2 separate regions of the Gossypium arboreum genome follow, and region 1 is linked to region 2. Evidence: chromatin contacts called from public Hi-C data. All regions are on one chromosome and are shown on one strand. The core of a region is the stretch at or near the end of the contact, and the rest is flanking DNA. Distances in the headings are between cores, read along the strand shown. Region 1 holds the start of LOC108487208 (3'-5' exonuclease-like). Region 2 holds the start of LOC108489302.

Evidence for each region. Hi-C and Micro-C count contacts between places; a contact is called where the count stands out from the background.
Region 1: a contact with region 2 is called in a Hi-C map of leaf, with 4 times the contacts expected there. The contact joins the promoter of LOC108487208 here to the promoter of LOC108489302 in region 2. A contact is called at or near these places in 2 of 5 Hi-C or Micro-C datasets (both in leaf).

The regions. Positions count from the first base shown.
Region 1 is chr10:45,654,277-45,661,561 of ASM2569848v2, forward strand. LOC108487208 (3'-5' exonuclease-like) reads right to left here and starts at 5,695. Exons shown (of 6, transcript XM_017791485.2): 1 at 5,403-5,695; 2 at 5,140-5,319; 3 at 3,363-3,493; 4 at 3,101-3,262; 5 at 2,785-2,895; 6 at 2,105-2,445. The coding sequence starts at 5,646. The coding sequence ends at 2,374. It overlaps LOC108488936 (a long non-coding RNA gene), which reads right to left. Exons shown (of 2, transcript XR_001871836.2): 2 at 6,809-7,177.
Region 2 is chr10:45,360,058-45,366,563 of ASM2569848v2, forward strand. It overlaps LOC108489302, which reads left to right and starts at 4,918. Exons shown (of 4, transcript XM_017793746.2): 1 at 4,918-5,423; 2 at 5,759-6,506.

The sequences.
Region 1 (7,285 bases), core at 4,445-6,944, 290 kb after region 2:
TATTGACTTAATCACACTACATAGACAAGATTCTTGAGAAATTTGACAAGGATGATTTTGGTGTAGCTAGAATTCCGATAGATATAAATCAACATCTGTCCAAAAATAACTGTGAAAGTATTAACCAACTGGAATATGCAAGAGTCATAAGCAGTCTAATGTACCTTATGAGTTGCACTAGACCTGATATTGCTTTCACTATAAGCAGTTTAAGCAGATTCACAAGCAATCCAAGGGAGAATCACTGGAAAGCGATTGTGAGGGTACTGAGATATCTCAAATATACTCGGAACTACGGATTACATTATCCCAGATATCCTGCTGTGTTAGAAGGATTCTCTGATGCCAATTGGATATCTGATATTCAAGATACCAAAGGCACAAGTGGTTATATTTTCACATTTGGAGGAGGAATTGTGTCATGGAAATCCTCAAGGAAAACGATTATAACCAGATCCACAATGGAATCTGAGTTTGTAGCTCTAGAAAAATCTGGAGAAGAGGCAGAATGGCTACGAAACGTTTTAGAGGATATTCCTGAATGGCCAAAGCCTGTGCCTATAATATGCATATATTGTGGTAACCAAGCAACAATTGGTGGAGCACAAAACGTAATATATAATGGTAAGTAGAGACACATGCGTCGTCAACACAATACCGTTAAACAATTGATCTCAACTAGAGTTATCTTTATTGATTTTGTAATATCAAAAGATAACATTGTGGATCCGCTAACCAAAGGGTTAAACCGAGATCAAGTTGATAAAACATCGAAAGGAATGGGACTAAAGCCTATGAATATTTAAGGCGCTATGTGAAGGAAAACCAAACCTAATTGACTGGAGATCCCAAGATCTAGGTTGAATGGGATAACTTACTTTCATAGACCTTGTGAGGTCACTGTGAGGGTTCTTATCCCAAGTCCACTCATATGATGAAAACAATGATTAAAATGTGGAAAAAGGTTAAGCAATGCTTTTAATGACCATTGTCTATTTCAGTGAAACAGGCAATATAAGTCACCTATGTGAGAGTGAAGTGAGGTCGCTTCAAGGAGACTATTGGGGCATAATTCTCTAAGCTCTTGTAGAACAAGGAGGATGTTCACGACCATATGAACATACCCATGAGAACCAAAAATCTTGCAAGGGAGGTATATGTGTAAGGAATATCATCGTTTACACAAACGACAGAACAGTTTAAGGACATCGCGTTTACTAGTCAACTAGTAAAGTAAATATACTTTCACAATGGAAGATTAAAAGGTTGATGTCTACCTATCCTATGCAAATATCAAACGAGATCCATCAATTTCATTCATGTGGGGAATTGTTGAAAAATAATTATTGAGTGATGAATGATAATTGTATCTCTTGGTTTAATATTGCATTTTTCCATACAATTGTATCTTTTGAAAAAAAAATGTATCTCTTAGTTTAATATTGAATTTTTTCATTCATTGTCTCTATTCACTCATGTCTATTAATTTTTCAACAAATCTCTTCATTCATTTCCTCTCCTCTATATAAAGCCAAGTTAGGAGATTTCAAAAACATATCATCGTCAAAACTATCAATATAAAAAACTCTTTCTAAATTCATTTCTCCTAGTAATAGAGAAAGACAAGATTATGTTAGATTGATCACTATTGTTGTGCTACTACTGTGATCATTTGTTGTTATATCCTGGGAGGCAAATGTCCAACATTACTCAAAGCACCGAGGTGAGGACGAATCTGTCTTAAGGAAACTACTTATACAGGCCTAGACAAAATTCCTCTTTTAAATTTTAACTTTGTCCGATTACTGGTATTCTGTTGTGTTACTGCCACTGTATTGTATTGCATTATCATTGTTATTGACATATTAATACTACATATGATATCAAATTTTCTTACAAAACAACCAAAACAAAAACTTTCCCATAATTTAATGACTACTGGTATAATTTACCCAAAAAAAAACAAACTAAACTCCAATGCTCAATAAACTTGATCATGTACGAATTGAGTTTTTTCTAATACTAATTAAATGAAAAATATATATTTAAATAATCAATTAAACACGAGCTACGTTAAGATATTCGAAATCGATTTGTAATAAAGTTTTAAGCCGCATGAAAAGTACAAATTAGATGATGTTGAATTAACAAATACAATATTTGTTCATAAATAGAGATGCAGATCATCTTTGCTGCAACATTAAATCATATACAACAATTGCATATAAACAAGGAATTCGAAAGTGGCCAAAAACAAACACATGCAATTACCAACTAGATAAAATACTTTACCTCTTTGTTTCTTGGCCTAAACAAACTGCCTTGACTTAAAACCGACTAACGGCAAGCACAATATCAAACTTACTATGAAAATCATTGAGATGAAATGGTTTCACTTCGTTTATCTGCCGGATCCTTCACTGCATCAGGAAGGCTCTTTAAGACCTGCATTTGCAATGCAATATCAAAATACTTATTAGGAAAAAGAATAGTGCTATAAGTCTACATTGCTCCAACTTCAGTTTTCTTGAAGTACTCATGTCCAACACCCATAGTTCGATGTATATCCAGACATAAATATGGATAAATGATCCTCCAATGACTTTTTAAATACATAAAATCTTGAAAATATTTGAACATATGAGTCCAATAAAAACTCAAGGCCAACATAAATAGTAGCAATTGTAACAATGGTAACGTAAACTTACAATGAAGGCTGAAAATCCAAGCCTATCTACATTTATGATAGGAGAATAGAATATTTTATTGAAATTGTAATATTACCTGGTATATTTGCCATGAAGCGAAAGCATCAGTTGCTGCATACTGTAGTTGCGCATTGGATAAAGGATATAACTCCCAGTTTCCCAGCCTAATTTTCTTGGGCTTCGGAAGCTGCAATACTCAAATTTCAATAAGATTTCCCAATGAAAGCATTCTGCCTCTATGCTCAAAGTGAAACCAAAACAAAATATCATGGTGGAATCTGAAAAGCTAGTACGATTTACCGAATGAGAACTAATATCATATTACGAGTACATAAGATGAAAGACTGCTTCAGTCTTCTCCAGGCTTTCAAATAGAAGAATTATATGGATACCTCTTTGCAAATAAACTCCTCTGTCAGAGCAGCAAGACTCCAGTGCCGGCAATTACTACCAAATTTTTGATTCGCTAGATCTGAAAGATCTTCCAAAGCATTAACAGATACTTTATAGTCACTGAACACCTTGACAGCATCGCCATCAATTGCAACTCCAACCTGTTCATTCACAAGCATCATTTCGAAATAGTATATAAACCTGATACAGAAATTCAGGAGTTTAGGTTGCCAATTAACAGATTAACTGTAGAGATATTACTTTTATAATTTCGGAGTCCTCAAGAAGAACCTGCAGACTTTGAGGTATGCCAGAATGAAAAATATGCATCACATAACAATACTGACTGTCACAACATATCTGCATCACCGCAGCCTTCCCAGGCAAAATTCCTACAGTGTCAAAATTCCAAAGATAAACATTTATCCATGCAGTATTGTATAATGCAATTATAAACAAACTCCTTGTACCCTTTGCAAAAGCATGAAAATGAGTATAAAGTTCTGTTCTTATACATATAATTGAATGGGATGCAAGGATGTAACCGTAGTTTTTATTCCCAAACTAGGCAGCATTTTAACCAATTCCATCCACCCAACACGATGCAAGAAGAGGTTCTAAAGGTGTGTTTGTAACACTTAGATTGAAATGTTAGCAAGTAATTAGTCCCCTGTTATAGAGTTCTAATCTGCAAAGTCCCAAAAAGTCATCCCCATTTCCCTTAAGTACATTACATGGACTTTTCAATAAAGATTGCCACTTCATCAATATGATACGGCACATAATATGTGTTTTACACTTCATCACAAATGTGGATACAACTTACTGTTTTAGTTGGATGATGAAGGGTGGTGGTCCGTCCTTTCTATGATTCACCAATAAAATGTATGTTAATTATTAATATAAAAGTAAAAAACAAATACTCATTATATTTGGTATTGCATTATTTTCATTTATGTATCTTTATTTAAGACATTGTTAAAATATGCATCCACATACTTTTATCTAACTTTTAGATCCTTTTTAGCCAATTCCAAGACTTAAAAAGAAAAACCAAACATGCAGACACATACAAGTGTTGGATATCAATACCAGAGTCCACACAAGCCAATGTCTATAGTACCAAACAGATACTACTTTTCATGAAAGTTCAAGAGGGCAAGACAGAAACCAGATAGACAAGTGATATGTTAGTAGAGGTGTATGAATTCTGTGTACTAGTACAAATTCAATATGTGCATGTTTCAATGCTATACTAAATGCAATCAGAGAATGATCTAAATAGACCACTTCTACCAGAAAGTAGACAAGATAAGGGAAAAACATGAATATAAATAACGGTTTGCAAGCATACAACCATTTAGGTTATCACAGTTAAGAGTATTTCAATTAAAAGGAAATGATTGGTAATGGCAACAGCAACTCATGAAACATGGATTAAAGAGCTATATTGCTTTGACTCTTCATTTTACTAAAGTACCTGTATTCAACGCATAGTTGGACAGGAGTATAGGGATATGACCATTCGAGGATCTCCAAATACATTAAAAACATAGGAAAAAATTGAATATTTCTGTGTTGGGAACTTCCCCATATCCGGCACTCACACCTAAGGCCGAGTAATATAGGTAAAGAGTGCTTACTTTCTGCTTTAAAAGAAATTATAGCAATGCTGCTTTATGGAAGAAAGGAAGAGGACAACACCAAACACGAGATATATATTTTGTTTTAAAATATGGCATATCAGAACCACTAAACATAAAAAAAATAATTAAATTAAATTAAAACCTACGAAAAAAAACACAATGCCAATTCTAGCATAAGTATTCTATCTAGAAATCATGCAATGTGAAAAAAATTCCAACTTTAAGTCTCAATTCTTTAAAATAATGATCAAAGATACCTTAGAGAGGTTTCATATTAACTTAAGAGATTTTCACATTTATTTGTTTTCACACTTTTTTTCTTTCTTAGGAAATAAAGAGAAAGGATTATATGAAATGAATGTAACAAGACAAGGAGGGTAAAGGAAGCAAACCTTTTTGGAAAGAGGGCTTCCACTCAATATCAAACCCTAAAGCAACTTGACCCATTTCTTTCTTCTTAATTTCAACAATTTTTAATAGCTCCATTGCAGCATTTTCTACCTCATCTTCCGTAAAGCTATACAAAATATGACCTCCAAATCTCAACGGCGGATATCTAAGCCTTGTATTAGCTGCCAATCAGAAAAATCAAAGGGTTTACTATTAGTGCATTTATTTTAATTACAAAATGGGTAAAGTAAGGGATAGCAAATACATTGACAACGAGCGAAGGAAGACGGAAAAGAAGGCGGGGGTGAGAGAATAGAATGGGGCAATTGGCGGCTGGTTTTGAGGTTATCTTGATGATGGACGGCGGACTTGCGTTTCTTGCGAGAAGATGAAGGAGGAGAAGGAGGAGTAGGAGGAGTGGCTTCAATGGCATCCATTAATCGGATCACGTCTTCAGTGAAATGGTCGTCCCAATCCAAACTGAAACTATTGTAGTCTTTGAATTCCATTTCTACATCTGAAATAGAATTCTGGATTTGGTTGAACCAGTTTGGGCTTTTAATGGCTAAAAACGTTCAAATTTTGATCATGGCGTCTGGTAGAGTAATGGGCCGATTTTCAAAAAGTTTTTGCAAGGATTTGAGCCCATCCCAGTCCAATTCGCACAAAATACTTTCTAATATTTTAATTTAATTCAGGCCTGCCCGACCCCTGAAACTTTTTGTCAATCCCCATCAACATCTTTAGCCTCGGGTCAACCTTGAATTTTGACTAGTTTTTGAAAACTTTCTCCAAAATTTCTCTAATAAGAAATAAAATTTTATATTTTCTCCAAAATTTGTTTAATAAATTGAAAAAATCAAGTGAAAAGAATATAATTTTGAAAAGATAAATACTAAATCTAAATTATAAAATTTATTTAATATATTATCTTTTGTTAAATAAAAATAATAGTGATAATTTTAATTACATAAAATTGAGTTATAACATGAAAAGAAGTTTAAAAGCATAAAATAGATATTAATTTTATCTTCTGAATATAAAATATTTAATTTAGAAAAACTTTTACACACTCTTAATTCTACTTAACAGTATATCTTATGCCATATGTTGTTCCCAGCATTAAAATTTAAAATATTTTAATAACTAAACATTTAGTATTTCTAATTTAGAGTTATAAAATGGAAAATAACCTAAGAACTAGAGTTTTTTTTATATTTTAATATAAAAATATTTTTACAGACCCTAATTCTGCTTAACCGATCTTCTACCAAATTTTAATCCTAATTTATATTAAAATTTAAATATTGTTATGAATATCTCATTAAGTGGATGTCCATCATGATTAAGATAAAGTTTTATGTACTTTAAATTCTAATAGTTATTAAAATTAGATCTCTACTTCTTTTATACTTCTTATGCCTATAAATAGAGACTCTAATGAAGTATTATAATCATCCATTTGATTAATAAAGTAAATTCTCTATTGCTTTCATATTTTATTTGTTCTTTATTCTCTCTATCTCTCTTTATTTTATAATATGTTGTCAACATGATGATTCTCTATAATTTTTTTCAAAATCTTTCGAAGTCATCCCACAGATCAAATTATTTTTCACCTTAAACTTTCACCTTTACAACTTCATCTTCAAGATGTTGAAAGATTCAATCTCAGAATGAATTATAATTTTTATTCTCGATCTTTGATTTATTGTACAAGCATCGTGTAATAGGTCAATTTTGACCTGGGCTTATAATAAATAAACCAATAATGTCCAAATTTTAAAATCCAAATTACAAAAATTAAAACCCAAACTACAACCCATATCAAAACCCAATACCTAACTTAAGCCCTAAACCCAATTACCCAATACACATCAGCCCACTATCCTAAAACATTTTCAATCAAACCCTAGGAGCTGCCCTAGCCATTGCCCTCTCCCACGTGCTTCGTCGGCAAGTCCAACGCCCGAAAGTCGGCTCCCCTAACACCGCTTGTACCAACATGGCAAGCTTTTGCACCATCGCTTCCGTCTAGGCCTACAAAACGAGAACAAAAAAAAAGAAAGCAAGACAGAGAGCAGAGAAACACGCAAAATAGAAGAAGAAACAAGCAGAGAATAGTAAGAAATCATATGTAATCGGCTA
Region 2 (6,506 bases), core at 3,668-6,167:
AATATAGATTGTGCTCTCAGTGATATGATTAATGAAAATTGTGAATGGAACTTAGATTTCTTTCAAATTTAGGTTTCTAAAAAGATTATTTATCAAATTGTAGGGACTCCTCCACCACACAAAATTTTGGGACAGACAAAATTAGTGAAAAGGCACCACGTTTAGTTCGTTCTCCATTAAAAGTGCATACGAGAAGCTTCGAGAAGGGGATTGGAATTCGAATGAAGTAGTTTGGCAAATTTCGTAGAAATTCCAAGGACCGTAAACAGTGAGGTTCTTTATATGGCTTGCCTTAAAAGAGACATTACTTGCTAATATGGAGAGAACAAGAAGAGGAATAGGAGTGGATACTACTTGTGGAATTTGTTTCCAAGGTTGTGAAGATGTGTTACTTGTTTTATGAGACTGCATTGCAGCTAGAGGCATCTAAAATCAGTTAATTCCAACAGGTAAACATCCTTTTTTTTTTGCAAGGTCCTTTCAGCAATGGATAGAGCATAATCTCAGCAACCAACAGTCAACTATTTTGGGATGAGGAAATAATTAGCATGGACTATTCGGAATTTTTATCTGGTGTATTTGGAATAATCACACCCTTTACATCTTTCAAGGATTGTCTTGGAGCCACGACGCAGTCATAAAAGCTTCTTTAAGTTGGGCAAATCAATATGCTTATGTTTCAAATTATCGTATTCATAAATCTTCAAGGCCAAGTATTGACCCTTCCTTACAAAATAGTTGGATATGTTTGAATATGGATGGTGTAATTAGAGCAGAAGACACGTTTGCTACTACTGGAGGATTTCTGCAAGATCATAATGGAGGTGGATTATTGGCTTTAGTAGATATTTGGGCAATTGTGCAATTGTGGATTTTGAACTTTGGGGTATTTTCAATGGGTTGAAACTTGTCTTTGACAGGGGAATCGATAGAGAGACAGACAATCTTGAAACAATCAACATCATTCAAGAATGAATAATTAGAAATTCTAACCCTACTTTGATAAAGATAATTCATGCATTGTTGGAGCTTTTAAAGTAATGGAGGCATGCAACATATTCCTTGAGAAGAAAATAAACTCGCAGACAAAATAATTATGGCGGAACACGATAGAAGAACTGATTTACATCTAATAGAAGATCGCATCTAAATGACTTCATGTTATTGTTGATATTTTGAGCTGTATTTATTTTCAAAAAAAAAAGTTTGCCCAAAGAAAACAATTATTATAAAATAATAAAACTAATAGGATAAATTTGAGAAACAGGATCACGTGGGGGAAGGTGTTGAGAAGAGACAAATCACACACAATTCATCTTTCTTTGTAAAGAAAAGTGATAGAATTACACGTGTACGGACAGATAGTTGAGATGATAGGTTAGGGCGGTGCCACGTGTTTAGTAAGCACTAGGTTTGAGATTAAATAGGTAACAGGCAAGTGGAAACCTACCCACATGTGCTTTCCCCAAATGGTTTCCTAATGTAACTTGGCAGCCTTTACTTTTTTCAAGCTTCTCCTAAGCGTGTTCACTCTCTTCTCAGCTTCAATAACATTGTACTAGCTGAATCTTGTTAATTAATTCTGGTGAACATTTATTTTATTTTCTACACTCTGCAATATTATCAATTTTATTATACTATGTTGAATAATATTTTTCTTTTCTGAAAATTTTGGGTTTTTCAAAGTTATTTCACCCTCCTCTAACCATTTACCACACACATTTGCTATCATACATAAATTTTTTATTTCTCATTTACTAAAAATTATATCACTCGTGATGTGAAAACTATATAATTAGAATATAAATGTTAGTTATAAAATAATATATAATAAATAATAAAATATATAGTTTGAAAGTAATTGATAAAAATATATGAAATATATATTATATTAAAATAAAAAATAGATTAAATTGTGAGTAAAATAAAAATTAAAAACGTAAGCATAATTAAAATATACATATTATATTAAAATAAAACTTTGATTTAGTGATAAAGTTAATATGTTATTGCTATATATAAATAACACAAGTTCAAATTTATCCACATACAAAAATTTTAATTATTTTGATTTTTTAAATAAAAAATTAAAATATCCACGAAAAATATAATTTATTTTATTTATTAAAGGATGTTTTATAATTTTTCTAATTGAGTTAATATCTTATTGATTCGTGATACTAAATTAATCAAAACTTTGATTAATAGTATAAATATTTTGTTAATATTCTAAAGAAAATATCACCTACATTTATGTGTGCCACAACTTAATAGCGCATTAATCCTTCATATTTCAACTTATTAATATTAGTAATTTCATTTAACCTACATTAATATAACAAAATATTAATTGATGGATATAATATTTCAAAACAGTATGATAAAAAATTGTAATTGTGTTAGTAAATATTATTCAAATAAAATAGTAGTAAAAATATCAAATATGCAATAATAATAGCATTTAGACATATAAAATGATGACTGAATTATGTGATTTTTATTTTTTTGATAAATTACATCCATGATCATTTTAAAATTGGGTATGTTTTATTTTGGTCATTTTAAATAAAATAATTGTGTAACAACTTAGTCACTTTTGTTAAAATTTTCTTTTTCTTTTAACGAATTGTTGACGTGGTACATTAGTCTATTGAGTGACTAACATGTGACATTTTTTATTGACTTTTAACTAAAGTTTATGGACCTCTCTATAAAGTTTAGAGGGAAAAAAGTTTTGGGTTAATTATAGGGAAGTCCCTAAACTTTAGTCAAAAGTCAATAAAAAATGTCACGTGACAATCACTCAATGTGCCAATATGCCACATTAGCAATCTGTTAAAAGAAAATAGAAATTTAACAACAATGATTAATTCTCATTGTTATTTTATTTAGAGTGATTAAATTGAAAAAAAAATTAAAGTGACTAAAATAAGATAGATTCTATTTTAGAATGATTACAAGTGTAGTTTACAATTATTATTTTTTATATAAACTATACAACAAAATATATGTTGATTCAAACCACCTATTCTTCATAAATCATTTGAGAAAACTTCGCCCTCACTAAAAGAGATTTTCCAAGATAATTACTCAAGCAAAGAGGCTCTTCCAAATCCTAAAAAAATATTTTTAAGGCTCATGTTAAATTAGTAAGATCCTTTGATTCCAACACCAACTTATTAGGTTAGAATATAATCATTTTATCATATTTAATTACACATTATTTAAGGTCTTCATGAATCTTTATTTAATACGTATTCATTTGACGAGGCTCTGATTAAACTTCAACTCGTTTATATAAACTTCCTCCATCAATAACAAGAAAAGTTTCAAAAGATCACATCCCTAATCTCCCCATTTATATATTAACAATGACTCTCAACTATAATATGAACTATCTTTTATCTCAATTGAATTTCATATCAACAATATAATATTTCATTAACGTAATAATTATTTAAATATTATTAAAAATTCTTTAAATATGTAATTAATTTTTTAAGTCAATAATATTTAAGTGAATTGAAAAATATATTGCAAAGTAATGACATTATGTAAAACATTATTTTAATTTATTCACTTGATGAGATTATTGTTATTAGATTATAACATATACACTATGTAAGTGAATAATATTTATATAATAAATACTTATTAAAATTTAATGTAACAAATAAATAGAGTATAGGTTGAAATGATAAAGTTAATATATTAAAATTGTGTTTTAAGTATAAATCAAACATGTTGTATATTTTTTAGATTTTACCTAAAATATAAAATGATAGATATATCCTCATAGTATATATATTTTTTAATTTTACAAATAGATCTGGATTCAATTGATGAGTGCCATTAACTAAAAATTATTATTGTTGAGATTAATTAAATCATAAATTATAATTGATATCAAAATTTTACTTTTTAAAACAAAAAAATGACTTTAAATTTTAAGTGCAAAAGTTACACTTTTATGAATTTCATATGATGATTTGATAGTTAAGAATATTCACTACCCTAAATGTGACTTAGGTTTGAGTCGTGTTAATTGCGTGATTATTTAAATTTTACCTTATTATTGTAATTTACTAAAAAATATTGTAATTTACCAAAAAAATATCTTTTATGTAGATTTAGAGGCATGTATAATTTCTTCTTATAATTTTAATATACTGATGGATATTGTATTAACAGTAAAATAGTAATTTAAAAGAAAGTTAATGATTACTGAAACCATCCACTCTACATTCCACCTCCATTAAAAAAAAAAAAGTGACTAGACTTAGTATTACAATCTCCAATCCAAATTTAGATTCAACAATATTATCCTCAAATATTCCAATTTAACAAGTAAATAAGTTAGACATAAAAATAAAATCAAATAACCAAATTCGAACCCATTATTTATAATAATAAAAGATTCAAGAAATAAATTCAAACATAAAAATAAAATGAATATATTCCAAATTCACTGCTTAAAATATCTAAATTAATAATAATAAAAAACGCAAATCCAAAATGAATAAATCTCATTTGCAGTATCTACTATCATTGATGGTGAGATGAAATCTTTCCCATAAAAGAGTACACCATATTACGTACAAAACACAGGTTTTTTTTTAAATTTTACATCTTATATTTATTTTATAATTTATGATTAGAAAGTGATAATATATAATTTGTTTCTTAAATTTATTTATTTGTAATGCTTAATTTTTTGAATTTAATTGATCATTAAATTTATATTGCATCAATCAAGTTAATACCTTTATACTATAAAAATCTCTTAAAACTTCACGTGATAAACATAAATATAATTTTTATTTTAAAAAAATTATATTTATCATCATACTCAATCAATACAAACTAAACGGTAGTATTCTAAGCGAGTGTAATCTAATGTAATCTTTAACTTGTAAGCGTCTAACAATCGATTTGGGCCTTTTATCGGCCTCTAACTCTATATATTTTCCTTTTCCTATCTTTTTCTTTTCTCTTTTTTTTCCCCTTCCCTTACCTTCCCTTCTCTTCTCTTCTCTTTGTTTGGTTTTTAATTTTCTTTTCTCATTTTATGTATATATATTTTCTCTCTCTCTCGCGTGTAACTTCCGAACGAAATCATAGTAAGGGCCTTGTTGTTGCAAAACAAGCTTTTCTCATTCTCTCTCTTTTGGTCTTTCCATCCATATCTTTCTTAAATATACCCAGACCCCTTCAAAAAACCTAAAACAATATTAATCATATGACTGCAAAACAAGATTGAAACTGATATAAAACTTTGCTTACTTCTTCTTTCTATCTATCTATTTCCTTTTAACTCTATATTTCTATAATCTAATCTTTTATTAATCTGACAAACAAACAAACAAACCAACAAGGATCTATTTATTCTTCCTTTCTACAATGCCCACTTTGTTGCGGGCAAGGTAATTATTAATCTTCCCATTTATCTTCAGTATTTCAATGTTGTTTTTGTTTTTCAAAAGTTGGTTTTTCTCTCCTTTTCTGAAAAAAAAACAAACAAAACAGAATTTACGTTTTGAATCAAATCTTTCCTTTTCGCTTTTTGATCGATACCCATTTACCCTAAGGTTCTCGGAGCAAAAGTGTTTCCTTTTTTATAAATTTTCTTGTTTTTTCGAGATTTCTTTTTGTTTAATCGTTGTTGGATAAAATTTGGGTTTCCATGATTTTTGCTTCTTAATGGGTACTTAATTTTTTACTCAGTAGAAGTTTTTGTTTCATGGGTTTTCTTTTTTAGGGTTTTCATGCGGATCAACAGATTGGGGAAATTTCCTAAATTGGGAACTGATTAGGGTTCCGATCAGAGTAGAAATGGGCTCAAGCTCCAGTATTTGGGTTGTCGGATTGAAGAGTTATTTGCCTCAAACTTTGGTTTTTGAACAGATTGCTTAAGAAAAATGGTGATTGCTAGGCTTTTGGGCATGGAAGAAGATTGCTTTCTTATGGAATTGTGTATACAGTGATTAGACAAGCTTGAATATTTTTACCTGTTTTAGACAAAAGTGTGTTAGGGTTTTCAGTATTTTTATGTGTTTGATCACAATTGGGGGATGGTTTTGGTATTGGATTATTATTGGAAGGAGGAGGTGATGATTCCTTATTATCCGGGAAGACACCATAGAAGGTCAGATTGTACTGGACCATTTTTGTTTCTAAGAAAACCGTTTGGTTTAACATAACTTTGGAGCTAGAATTCTTGATCAAAAGAGCATTTCTTGAAGTTAGCTTTCTATTTCGGGCATTGTTGAAGTAGCTTAGTGTAAGATTATTGTAGGGTTTAGTAAGTGATCCTGGACTTGCAGTGGCATTTTTTGCAGTTGAAGTGATTTCTTTAGTGGTTGGTAGTTGACTTGGGGTTACCTTTGAGGTTAGAGTGATTAAGGGGCGTGGTGGGTTTTAGGAACTTTTTGAGCTGTTAAGAGTGATAGGACTCATGGAGGAACATTGAAGCTGGAAATGTGTGCAGGGATACGGAGCATAGTTTC